Regions from separate parts of the Mus musculus genome. Here regions 1, 2 and 4 are each linked to region 3. The links are chromatin contacts, called in public promoter capture Hi-C maps. All regions are on one chromosome and are shown on one strand. The core of a region is the stretch at or near the end of the contact, and the rest is flanking DNA. Distances in the headings are between cores, read along the strand shown.

The links. Promoter capture Hi-C pulls out the DNA fragments that hold promoters and counts their contacts. Capture Hi-C pulls out chosen DNA fragments and counts their contacts.
Region 1: a promoter capture Hi-C map of the SN4741 cell line shows a contact between it and region 3, with 2.7 times the contacts expected there. The contact joins the promoter of Ncoa4 here to the promoter of Galnt15 in region 3. A contact is called at or near these places in 1 of 39 promoter capture datasets (the SN4741 cell line) and 1 of 9 other capture datasets (adipose tissue).
Region 2: a promoter capture Hi-C map of adipose tissue shows a contact between it and region 3. The contact joins the promoter of Ankrd28 here to the promoter of Galnt15 in region 3. A contact is called at or near these places in 16 of 39 promoter capture datasets (the C10 cell line, the HPC-7 cell line, HPC-7-derived erythroid cells and 10 more), 5 of 484 Hi-C or Micro-C datasets (the N1E-115 cell line, cerebral cortex, embryonic cerebral cortex and 2 more), 23 of 115 datasets of contacts at active chromatin or transcription factors (the 230-238 cell line, SST interneurons, bone marrow-derived macrophages and 14 more) and 3 of 9 other capture datasets (adipose tissue, liver and macrophages).
Region 4: a contact with region 3 is called in a promoter capture Hi-C map of embryonic stem cells, with 3 times the contacts expected there. The contact joins the enhancer-like site here to the promoter of Galnt15 in region 3. A contact is called at or near these places in 10 of 39 promoter capture datasets (3T3-L1-derived adipocytes, embryonic stem cells, frontonasal cranial neural crest and 6 more), 2 of 484 Hi-C or Micro-C datasets (bone marrow-derived macrophages and embryonic stem cells), 3 of 115 datasets of contacts at active chromatin or transcription factors (differentiating embryonic stem cells and embryonic stem cells) and 3 of 9 other capture datasets (adipose tissue, embryonic stem cells and pancreatic islet).

The regions. Positions count from the first base shown.
Region 1 is chr14:32,158,539-32,161,238 of GRCm38.p6, forward strand. It overlaps Ncoa4 (nuclear receptor coactivator 4), which reads left to right and starts at 1,349. Exons shown (of 10, transcript NM_001033988.2): 1 at 1,349-1,472.
Region 2 is chr14:31,829,027-31,831,726 of GRCm38.p6, forward strand. Ankrd28 (ankyrin repeat domain 28) reads right to left here and starts at 1,389. Exons shown (of 28, transcript NM_001024604.2): 1 at 1,301-1,389. The coding sequence starts at 1,327.
Region 3 is chr14:32,027,833-32,030,532 of GRCm38.p6, forward strand. It overlaps Galnt15 (polypeptide N-acetylgalactosaminyltransferase 15), which reads left to right and starts at 1,271. Exons shown (of 10, transcript NM_030166.3): 1 at 1,271-2,199. The coding sequence starts at 1,661.
Region 4 is chr14:31,895,375-31,898,074 of GRCm38.p6, forward strand. No RefSeq gene overlaps it. Among named protein-coding and RNA genes, the nearest start is that of Gm36164, 16 kb to the right of the region's middle. Within about 2 kb of position 1,322, at least 15 of the 459 cell types and tissues checked have an H3K27ac peak or open chromatin away from gene starts, as enhancers often do. A contact at or near this core is called in differentiating embryonic stem cells and embryonic stem cells, where this site is marked.

The DNA of each region.
Region 1 (2,700 bases), core at 99-2,598, 130 kb after region 3:
CTCTTCTGCCTGCATCTTGTTTCTGGTTTAGGCTAGAGAAGTGGTTCAGTGGTTAAGAGCCCCGAAGCTCTTCCAGAGGTTCTGAGTTCCCAGCAACCACATGGTGGCTCAGAACCATCTGTTTCTGCTTTACAATGGAAAAAAGCATGTGTGTTCATGATGAAACCAGACTTCTTCTTTGTCCCTGGTACTCTCATTTATCCTTCCTTCCAGTTACTTAGGTACCCCCTCTTTATCGAGTCCCCACATCACACTGTGTTTGCATAAGGTTAGAACAGGTTAGAGATACTGGAGAAGGGGCTCTCTAGACCTCACGCAGTCTGACAGGAAACTCAGAAGCCGGACTTCTGTGGGTGGTGGGGCCTAGCTCTAGGGTCAGTTAGGTGTGGCATACAGACCAGCTAAAATACACTGACTTGAAACTGTAACATTAATTCTGACATTTATTTACTCAATATTTAAAAAAAAATGTAGCATGTTTTTCCTAAGTTATAAAGCCCATCAGCCTTGTCTTAGTCACTGTTTTATTGCTGTGAAGAGACACCATGACCATGGCAACTCTTACAAAAGGAAGCATTTGCCTGGGCCATCTTTACCATTTCAGAGGCTTTGTCCATTATCAGCATGGCATAAAGCAGGGTGGCCTGCAGGCAGAAGTAGCTCAGAGTACTACATCCAGATCCACATGCAGCAGAAAGAAAGAGTGAGCCACTAAGCCTGGCTTGGACTTCTGAAGCCTCAAAGCCAACCCCCAGTGACATACTTCCTCCCCCAAAGCCACACCCACCCCAACAAGGACACTCACTCTAAGTAGAGCCATCTTCTCATCAGTAAGCATTCAAACACGTGAGCCCGAGAGGGCCATTCTTACTCAAACCACCACAAACCCCAGAGGAAAAAAAGAGTTTATTTTCTTTATTTGCATGACTCTTTTTTGCCTGCATATATACATCTGTACCGTGTGCACGCCTGGTGCCCTTGGAGGTCAGAAGGCACTGGAACCAGGAGGTATGGGTGGTTGTGAGCCATCCTGTAGGTGGCTGGGAACCAAAACTGGGTCCTCTGCAAGAACAGGAAGTGCTTTTTTTTTTTTTTTTCAAGACAGGGTTTCTCTGTGTAGCCCTGGCTGTCCTGGAACTCACTCTGTAGACCAGGCTGTCCTCGAACTCAGAAATCCGCCTGCCTCTGCCTCTGCCTCCGGAGTGCTGGGATTAGAGACTTACTGATAGGCACGAAAATGATCCAGACTAAGGGCAGGGAGTGTTACTGCATGCCTCCACGTTGAGCTCTAAGAAGACTTTGCGCAGGCGCGGAAGGAAATCTCGCGAGACTGTCAGAACACTACCGAGAAGCGTGGTAGGGAGGCCATCCTATCGCGAGAACTCTGTCTTCAGGGTCCGGATCCTTCCACGGCTAAGTGTCTGGGTCGGTCTAAGGTCCGCTCGGATCACCGGAAGGAGCGCTGCCAGCCGGTAAGGACGAGAGTGGCCGGCGGGCGCGCTTCCTCTTCTGCCCTGTGCCCTTCTTCGCTCCGGCCTGTGGCCTGTCCTGCCCTCCCCTCCATTCTTCCCGACCCTCGGGTCCGGGACCACCATCCCACCTGCCTGCACGCGGGGCCCAATGGCCCTTCCCTTCCCCAGGTCACGTCTGCTGTGATCGCCTCTCCAGTCCCCGCGTCGCGCCAGGCCAGAGCTCCTCTCCCTCCCCTCGTCCCGACGCTACCACTTTTCCTTCATGCCCAAGCGCTGGATCTGTCTTCTCTCCTCTGTCCTGTCGACATGTTTCGTTCCTGGGCCACGATTGCAGCCTGAATGCTTCTCTTCCATCCCTTTCCCTACATTGCCCTGACTGTCCTCTGGGTTTATAGCGGTGACAGCCCTGTTTCTCTGGTCCCAGGCGGGCCTGGTTTCCATTACTGACCCAGTGCACATTTGCCCCTATTCCTAGTGGTTTGGCAAGGTGGAATGACTTCTGGAGGCCCACTATCCGTTTCCTTCTCCCAGCAGTCCCTTTAAATCGTTTGATTCGTCCCTTCAGCTGATGAGAAGAGAGAGCTTGCAGAATCATTAATTCATAGCTCGGGCGTTCATTTGCTATATGCTTAGGGTACTGAGGATATAGTAATGTAAAGAAGTGGACGTGCTCCCGGCCCTGATGTGACTTAGCCCTTGCGGTGGGAACAGTATGGGTTTAAGTGCTACAGGCTGGAACTTGGGAGGATGGCTCAAGAATGACAAGTCAGAGGGGCTGGAGTTATCTGACCCTCCTGCACACAGCTCTCCTGCTAGTGTTGTTTAGTAGGTAAGGGCCTGCCACCCTGGCGTCCTTTTGGAAGGACTTGACTTTCCACCCACTTGGTAATTTGGAGTATGGTCATAGACCTTTTGAGTTACTTCCCTGGGTGTGTATGGGACAGGTAAGGCTGTTGGTTCTCCGTTAGCATCCCACTGTGATGTTTCTGAACTTTTAAAGTACATTAGAACATTGGAAAGAATTTCATCCTGTGTGACAAACAGGAGACTAATTTGTACTGCTCAGCAGGTCGCTTGATTTGCTCTGTGGATTTTTTTGTTTGTTTAAGAAGAGTGTCAGATCCCCTTACAAGCCATTGTGAGTCACCTGATGTGGGCCCTAAGAACTGAACTCTGGCCCTTTGATAACCACTGGGCCATCTCTCCAGCCTGGTTTGTTTAGTTTGCT
Region 2 (2,700 bases), core at 139-2,638, 200 kb before region 3:
CTCTGCTTGTTATTAACAGATTTTTTTGTTTTTTCCTGACAACTTTGTGCAATGAAAGGTTTTGCTACCTGTGGCTGGTGAGCACTTTTGAAAAGTGTGCTTTTGACTAGCACAACTGAGAAACTGTGCTTTCTTAATTTTAATCAACTCAAAGATTCTATGTGTAGCTAATGGAACATGTTGAACAGTAAAGTTATTCACAGATTTTGAAATACAAACTTATCAACCAGAGTTTTTCAAAGTATCATGCCCTATTGTTAATATCAGCTAAAATTCTGCTGATACCAAATGATACTAAAAGTCAGCATTCAGCCTAAGTAGAATATTCACTTTTTAAGTGAGAATTGACATTAGCTAGACTCAGAACTTAAGTTTTAATTGGTAGAAAATGACATAAAACATTAAGTTTTTCCCTATCGTTTTTGTTAAGCTTGTGCCCACTTTCTGATTGGTTTCCCTTCAAATCTGTTCAGTATCTCCTATTCAGAAAAACAATGGCAAAAGGGGTACTCAAGCATTAATAGGTTCCCGCGACTCCGTAAAATCCACTCGTTACTTTCCCTTTTCTTTAAAAGAGACAAACACTGGGGAGCGTCTGGTAATTCACCTTCTCGCCTTTTTAAAAGGGTAACAAGCGTTCATTCAGACATAGTTGCGATTTCATTGGTAGATACAGAGTTATTTTTCCCAGCCCACAGTGTACTGCAGTCTTCTGAGCACTTCAGGTGTTCTTTGACAAGCTCTTCCTAAGTCAGGAAAACTAAACCAAGATGGTGCAGAATATGCCAAGAGAAAACCAGCCTGGGAATATGCACCGTAACAACCAGTCCCCAGCAGAATCCATCGGCACCGGTGGGTTTGCTTTCGACCGCCACTACCTCTCCGCAGAGACGGTGCGGTGGACCGTGAACCGCCCCGCGAAGCGAACCCGAGGGCAAGGTCGTGACCCCAGGTCACGGCCGCCGCCTGCCCCGCTCCGACTCCGCACCGCAAAGCCACCTGTTAGGCCCGAGCCTCACCTGGCAGGAAAGAGGAGGCGCCTACCCGGCAGCGCGCCGGACGCGAGGGCGGCGAGCGCAGAACCCGCCCCTGTGGCGGCGGCCGCGATCCCCCGGCGGCACGTGGGTTTCTCGGAGCTGGGGCTGCACTGACAGGCGGACGGCCCGCACGGCTGCCGACCCGGGACACCCTCTTCCCTCGCTGCCACCGCGCCGACAGGGCGCCCGGGCGGCCCACGCCGCTGGTCCACCCTCCTCCGACTCCTCGGTGGCGCGATCCCGCCCCGCCGCCCCTCACCTACCTGGTCGCGGAGTTTGAGGAACGCCATGGCGGTCGCCGCTGTTCGGCCACTACCCGCGCCCGGCGGGTAGGTGGCCGGCTACGTTGAAGAGAGCGCGGGCAGGGGGCGGCGCCGCCTCCCCGGCCGCCCGCCGCCGCCGCCGCCGCGAAGAGCCCCGCCGGTCCCGCCTCCTCCAAGGACTCCCGCCCTCTTTCTTCCGTCCTTTCTCTCGCTCTCTCCCTCTAGCTCTCAGCCACCTCCCACACGCAGCCGCCGCCTTCGCCGCCGCCTCACACCCCCTTCCCGAAATACCCCAGCAGCCCCCGCCGCCGCGCCGCTCCAGCCCGCGGCCGCGGCGGCATCCAAACTCCACTCCACAATATTACCACCACCGCCCGCCGCGATTGGCGGCCGCGCGGGGGAGAGGCCAGAGTAAGCCGAGCGCCCATTGGCCACGCCACCGCGCTCGCTCGCTCCCGGGCTCCGCCTCTCCGCGGAGGGAGGGGCGGGGCACAGGAAGCGGCGGCGCGCGGAGCGGGCGGGCCAGGTGGCGGGGCGTCTGGGCGCGCGCCCCGGGCGCGGTGGGCGGAGCCCGGACTGGAGGTGGGGAGGGACGGAAACTGGGTACCGGGTAACGGCCCGGGATGGCACGTGGAGGTGGCGTGCACAAGCTCAGCTCAGTCAGGTGCGGAGAAGGCAGCCGGAGCCGGTGCGAGCCAGGGAGACCTCCGGGCCGATGCTGCTTTCAACAGAGTAGCGAGGGCAGCGGGGAACCGGACTCGCACGTGGAGCGAGAGTGAGAATGTCTCCGCGGGCTTTGGGGGAGACGTGGTCACCGGGGGACTGCTGGCACGCGAGACTGAAGGGTGTGGTCTTCATAGCCTGAACAGGTTGTGACCGCGGAACATTTCTCTCCAAAGCGCCCCTTTCAATCTTGCATGTGTTTTTTTTCCCCCTTTCTTCTTTATCATCAAAAGGGTTTTTGCCTCCCACTTGAAAGAAATCAATTTTTTCAAAAAGATGTGCAGGATTTTCAATAAATAGCATCCTTGGATGGAGAAGAGGAATGACTCCCTCGCCCTGGCACACACACCCACGCCAACCCACAGCTCAGAAAAGGCTTTTCTTTCTTAGGCAGCCGCACACTGTTACCATTCCAGGCTTGTGTGGGAGAAGATTGTTGTTCTCCTGTGTCTGTCAGCCTGGGCGGCTCCAGCCCCTGATTAATAAAAGGTACAGATGGTTAGAACACAAACGTGAGATATCGGGTTGGTTTAAAAAACAAAACCAAACCTCATCTTTTCCCTGCATTGGTGTGTCTCTTGGGACAGACTTTATTTAGAGAATCGATTTGAGCCTAATGGCAGTCTAGAAAAATGGGGATCAGTGCCAGGACTGTCAGTTTATTATAATGCTATTAT
Region 3 (2,700 bases), core at 21-2,520:
GACGTGTGTCCGTCACACAACCATGTTCCATCTCCGTTTTCCTTCACTCCCATTGCTCCATGCTCCCTCCCATTGCGCTGCCTCTGACTGCTCTTCACCTCCCGTCATGCCCGCTGCCCTGTGCCATCTCTCATTGTGCCCCATTTCCCATTATGCTCCATCTCCCAGCATGCCTTACTTCTCAGTAATCCACCGCCCACCATGCTCTGCCTCCTGTCATGTCTCCTTTTGCCTCTGCTCCAACCATGCCCTCCTTATCTCCCTTCCTTTGTGCTTCCTCACCTATAGTGGCTCCATCACAGTGCGATTGGCCTGCTATGCTCTGGCCCGCTGTTCCCTATACCAGACCCACTCCTTTCAGAGCCTCGCCTTTGTTACTCCTTCTGTGACTCTCCCCATTACACAGATGCTGGTTCTTCTAGGAAACACACAGTGCCACTTCAGATTGATTTTTAACCTCCAGCCCATATTCCCCAGCTCCCATCTCTGCCTCGTCCCCGCCCCCCGCCCCCTGCCCCTCCCCCTTGGCCCTTGACATAGTCTGACCTCCAGACACTAACAGACCATCTCTCCATCTCCCTCACTGTCATGTAAGCACCCGGAGGTCCCAGTTTGACTTCATTCTCTGTTATACTCCTGGCCCAGGGAACAGTTGGGGGCATATGGCCGGCAGCTGCTCATTATGTGTGTACAAGCTAAATGGAGTTTGAAGACTGAAAGAGCTTGAAGTATGCCTGTCCTCCATCAGCCTCCAGGTGCTTCTGAGGAAGCCAGGTAGCCAGACTTACAAGGGCTCCCTCTGCTCCTCACTTTTAGAAAGGAAAGGCTAGTGGGGCCCCAGGAAGGAGCCAGGCAGATTGCCTTGGGAGATTGAAGGTGCTGACAGGCAGCTGGCTCCTGGCATCTGCGTCACCTTGGCAGCCTGTCCAAACCAGAAGGGAATTCTCCTTCCTGCTCTTCTGGGTGGGGAGAGGATGCCTCCCTATGAATGGTGCTCAAGTCTGAACTCCTGGGAGGTTGCTGTTTTGGATCGGCTCTTGGGGTGACGCTGTGTGGCTGTGCAAAGCCTGGGAACACGGGGGCATTAGGACCAGGAGCGAGACGCACACTTGGCTCCCTGTCCTATCTGGCAGAGGGTTCCTGCAGAGCTGGAGGTATGTGTGAAAGGAAACCCCGACCGTGCCTGCCGGCTTTACATCTGTTGCTCTGACCTGACTCAAGGCATCCCAAGGAGGATGTCTGTCATCTTGGCTTGACTGAATCCCCCAGCAACTCGCCCCAGACAGCTTGTAGAACCTGACCACTCATGCAGAGGGGGAAAGAACATGGGCTAATCACCAGAGCAGGATGGACAAGAGCAGGGTGAGAGAGGAGCCAACAACCGGAGACCCTTCTCAGAAGACAGCTAACACTCAGAGAGGACCCAGGAGCCCAGGCTCTGGTGGCTTTCTGATTCTAGAGGGCAGTGGGTCTTATAAATGCTACGTTAGCATATAGACGTTAGCAAACGTCTGGTGGGATAAGAGGTGCAGGTGGATGGCAAAAAGCCTTTTAGCTGGAATGAACAGCCCAGGTTCAGTTTCGAGCTTGAAGGTACCTGGATAGCAAGGAGGAAGCAAACTTGATCAGGACCTGTTGCTTCGTGGCGAGTGGCTGCGACATGCTCCCGAGGAAGCGACCCAGGAGTGGACGTTCCAGGCTTCAGTTCCTCCTACTCTTCCTGACTCTGGGATGTGTCCTGATGATGGTGATCCTGCTGCATCCTCCCCCGCCCACCCTGCACCAGGCTGTCACAGCTCAGGCCAGCAAACACAGCCCTGACACGGGGTACCGCCTGGACTTTGGAGACTCTCAGGAGTGGGTCCTGGAGGCTGAGACTGAAGGTGATGAGTACAGTCTCTTGGATGGCCTGCCATCCTTCATCTCCCTGCAGGAGGATCAACTGCTGGTGGCCGTGGCCTCACCCAGAGCTAGGAGGAGTCAGAGCCAGGGCAGGAGACAGGGCAGCTACCAGTTCATCAAACACAGGAGCAGGAGATGGGATGAGGAAGCCCTGGAAAAGGACTGGAGGACCGAAGAGGATGGGGAGGAATCAGAAGAGGTGCTGACCCCACTTGGCCCGGACTCAGATGGCCTCAACAAGCCACTCAGTGCCCGCCTGCCCCTGAGGAGAGTCCTGCCCGAGGTGCGACACCCACTGTAAGTAAGGGCCCTGCCATCTCTTCTCCAGTCTAAGCGTGTGACTCAGTGGTAGTAAAGTCCCAGGTGCCAACTCTGCAGTCTGCCTCTCCCATCCTTAGGACAGTGCTCCCTTAGGACAGTGCTCCTTAAGATGTGGGCCCTGGGGCCAGATATCAGCCTGGCTGATGAAGTGCCTGAATTGGAGATCCTCAAATCCTGTCTCAGACCTGCTCAGTCAGAAGCCCCAGAGTCACTGATGAGCTACTAACAAGTCCCGAGGGAGGGACGATCTCATTCGTTCATTCTCTTCCCAGGCCTGCCTTTAGTCCCCCTAGGTCACACAGTGAGATGGGAGCAGAAGCTTCGAGGAACCTTCCATCTCTCTCTCATGCTGACTCCAGGGCAGTCTTCACGTTGGGTTACTATTAGTGTTTACCTTTATCTGGGGTCAAAGAAGCAGATGCAAGAATTGCAAGAAATGTCTACGTACTTCTTGCCCTGTGCCTGGTTTTAATCTAA
Region 4 (2,700 bases), core at 72-2,571, 130 kb before region 3:
ACTTGGGAGGCAGAGGCAGGCGGATTTCTGAGTTCAAGGCCAGCCTGGTCTACAAAGTGAGCTCCAGGACAGCCAGGGCTATACAGAGAAACTCTGTCTCAGAAAACAAAACAAAACAAAACAAAACAAAACACACATGCACGCACGCGCGTGCGCATGTGCTATGGAATTAGCTCTCTGTGTGGCTGTGTGGCTGTATTTCACAGCGCGAGGCAAGCGAGCCCTTGAAAGCCAGATTTTGTCATTCCCCTACTCAGAAGTCTCTGGGAGCTCTTCTCTCTGCTCTCTGACATGTAGACCTCAGGGCCTTTGCAGTGATAGTTCCCTCTATGTAGAAGGCTCTTTTGCCAGATAATAACCTAAAATTCCTGTAAGGCTTTATCAAATGTCATTCCCCATGAGGCCCATCCTGAAGGCCTCTTTTTAAATTTCAGCTATCTCTATCTCCTTCTGTTACATTCAAATCTATACCCTGTTCACTTGTTTCTCCCTTAGCAGCTATTTCTTTTTAACTCAGTGCACAGGCTTGTCAACTTGCCACAAGCGGAAGTCATCACAGAAATAAAGTCTCAGTAGAGGAAATGCCTTCATGAGATCCAGCTGTAAGGCATTTTCTCAGTTAGTGATCCATGGAGGAGGGCCCAGCCTGCTGTGGGCAGTGTCATCCACGAGCTGGTAATCCTGGTAGTCCTGGGTTCTGTAAGAAAGCAGGCTGAGCAAGCCAGGGGAAGCAAGCCAGTAAGCAGCATCCTCCATGGCCTCTGCATCAGCTCATAACCAGGTTCCAGCCCTGCTTGAGTTCTGTCCTGACTTCCTCTAGTGATGGACTATGATCTGAAAGTGTAAGTCAAATAAGCCCTTTCTCCCCCAACTTGCTTTCTGGTCATGGTGTTTCGTTGCAGGAATAGAAATCCTGACTAAGACACAATATTTTTATTTTATTTTCATTAAGAAAACGTTTATCTCTCTTCAATAGAATAGAAGCTAGATGGGGTCAGGATTTTGGGTCTCTGCGAGAGACAGAATGGCCAGCTTAGCAAGAGATCCTGCCTCAAAATAAAGGTGGAGAATGATAGAGGAAAACTATCTAATGCCAACCTCTGGCCTCTGCACATCACACTTACATACATACATACATTCTCTCTCTCTCTCTCTCTCTCTCTCTCTCTCTCTCTTTCTCTCCCCCCCCCCCCAATGTGATCAAAGTGTGCTGAGATGGAGGTGTTGTCCTCTGTCATCAGGGGTTGCTAATCACATCCTTACAAAAAGACAAAGGAAGCACATCAGCTCAAAGTGACAGTGACCTGCTGACCCAGAGCCAAGGTATGTAAGGAATGCAGCTCTGGGAGCTGCCATTGCCCAGAAACCCCACTCTTCCCTGGAGCCTATGGAGGGAGCCAGGCCCTGTGGACACCTTGATTTTAGCTCAGTGAAGTCAACTTTGGATCTCTGGCCTCCAGGGCTGTTAGAGAACACATTCGTGTTGTTGGAAACCACCAAATATGCAATTCTTTGTTAAAGCAGCCATGGGACACTGGTCCAACAGGGAAGACCATCTTAATAAGTAGGATCCTAGATACAAGCATTTAAAATGCATGAGTGAGAGAGAATGGGGTGGTCTTAGTTAGGGATACTAGCGCAGTGATGAAACACCATGACCAAAGCAACTTGGAGGGGAAAGGGTTATTTCACTCATAATTCCATAGAGCAGTTTATCATCAAAGTAGTGAGGGCAGTAGCTCAGGCAGGGCAGAAACCTGGAGTCAGGAGCTGATGCAGAGGCCAGAGAGGTGCTGCTTATGAGCTCCCCCCATGGCTTTCTTAGCCCGCTTTCTTATAGAACCCAGGACCAGCAGCCCAGGGTTGACTCTTAACCCTAAAGATGTGAGAAGAAAGACCACAGACTCAAATCATCATGGCCAAATTAATTAAAGCAAGCTTTTTTTTTTAATCCCTGTACACAAGCTGTCTCTCCCTAAAAGCAGAGCTCAAGAGATCAACATTGGATTTGAGGAAGACAAAGTTTTTATAGCTCAAGGGTAGGGGGTTTCTAAATGGGGGATTTGGTGGGCAAAATAGGCGGAGTTGAAGAAGGCAGAGTTGAAGAAGGCGGAGTTGAAGAAGCAGAACATAAGCGTACCAAGTTAGTCATAACAACCTGCTGAGCCGGGCGTGGTGGCGCACGCCTTTAATCCCAGCACTCGGGAGGCAGAGGCAGGCGGTTTTCTGAGTTCGAGGCCAGCCTGGTCTACAGAGTGAGCTCCAGGACAGCCAGGGCTACACAGAGAAACCCTGTCTCGAAAAACCAAAAAAAAAAAAAAAAACAAAAACCAACAAAACAAAAAAACAATCTGCTGAAACAAAGACATGATTGCAAGGTGGTCGTAACAAGACGTCGTCATAACAACACGTAATCATAACAACCTTTTGAAATAAAGGGAAGGTTGCAGAATGGTTGTAATGAGGTTCAAAACGAAGACATGGTTGCTGTTTCCTGAGCCAGGCAGTATGGAACCGTTTTTAGTTAGGGTTACATGTGGGCTAGAGTCCACCCTTGAGGAAACAGAGGCTTAATCATAAACAGGGATGAGCCTATTTTATCTTTACTGTAAGATGCCTATTAAGACTAAGATGAAGACAGGCTGGTTCATCGGTGGCACCACCCACAACAGGGCTGGATACTCTAGCACGAATCACTAA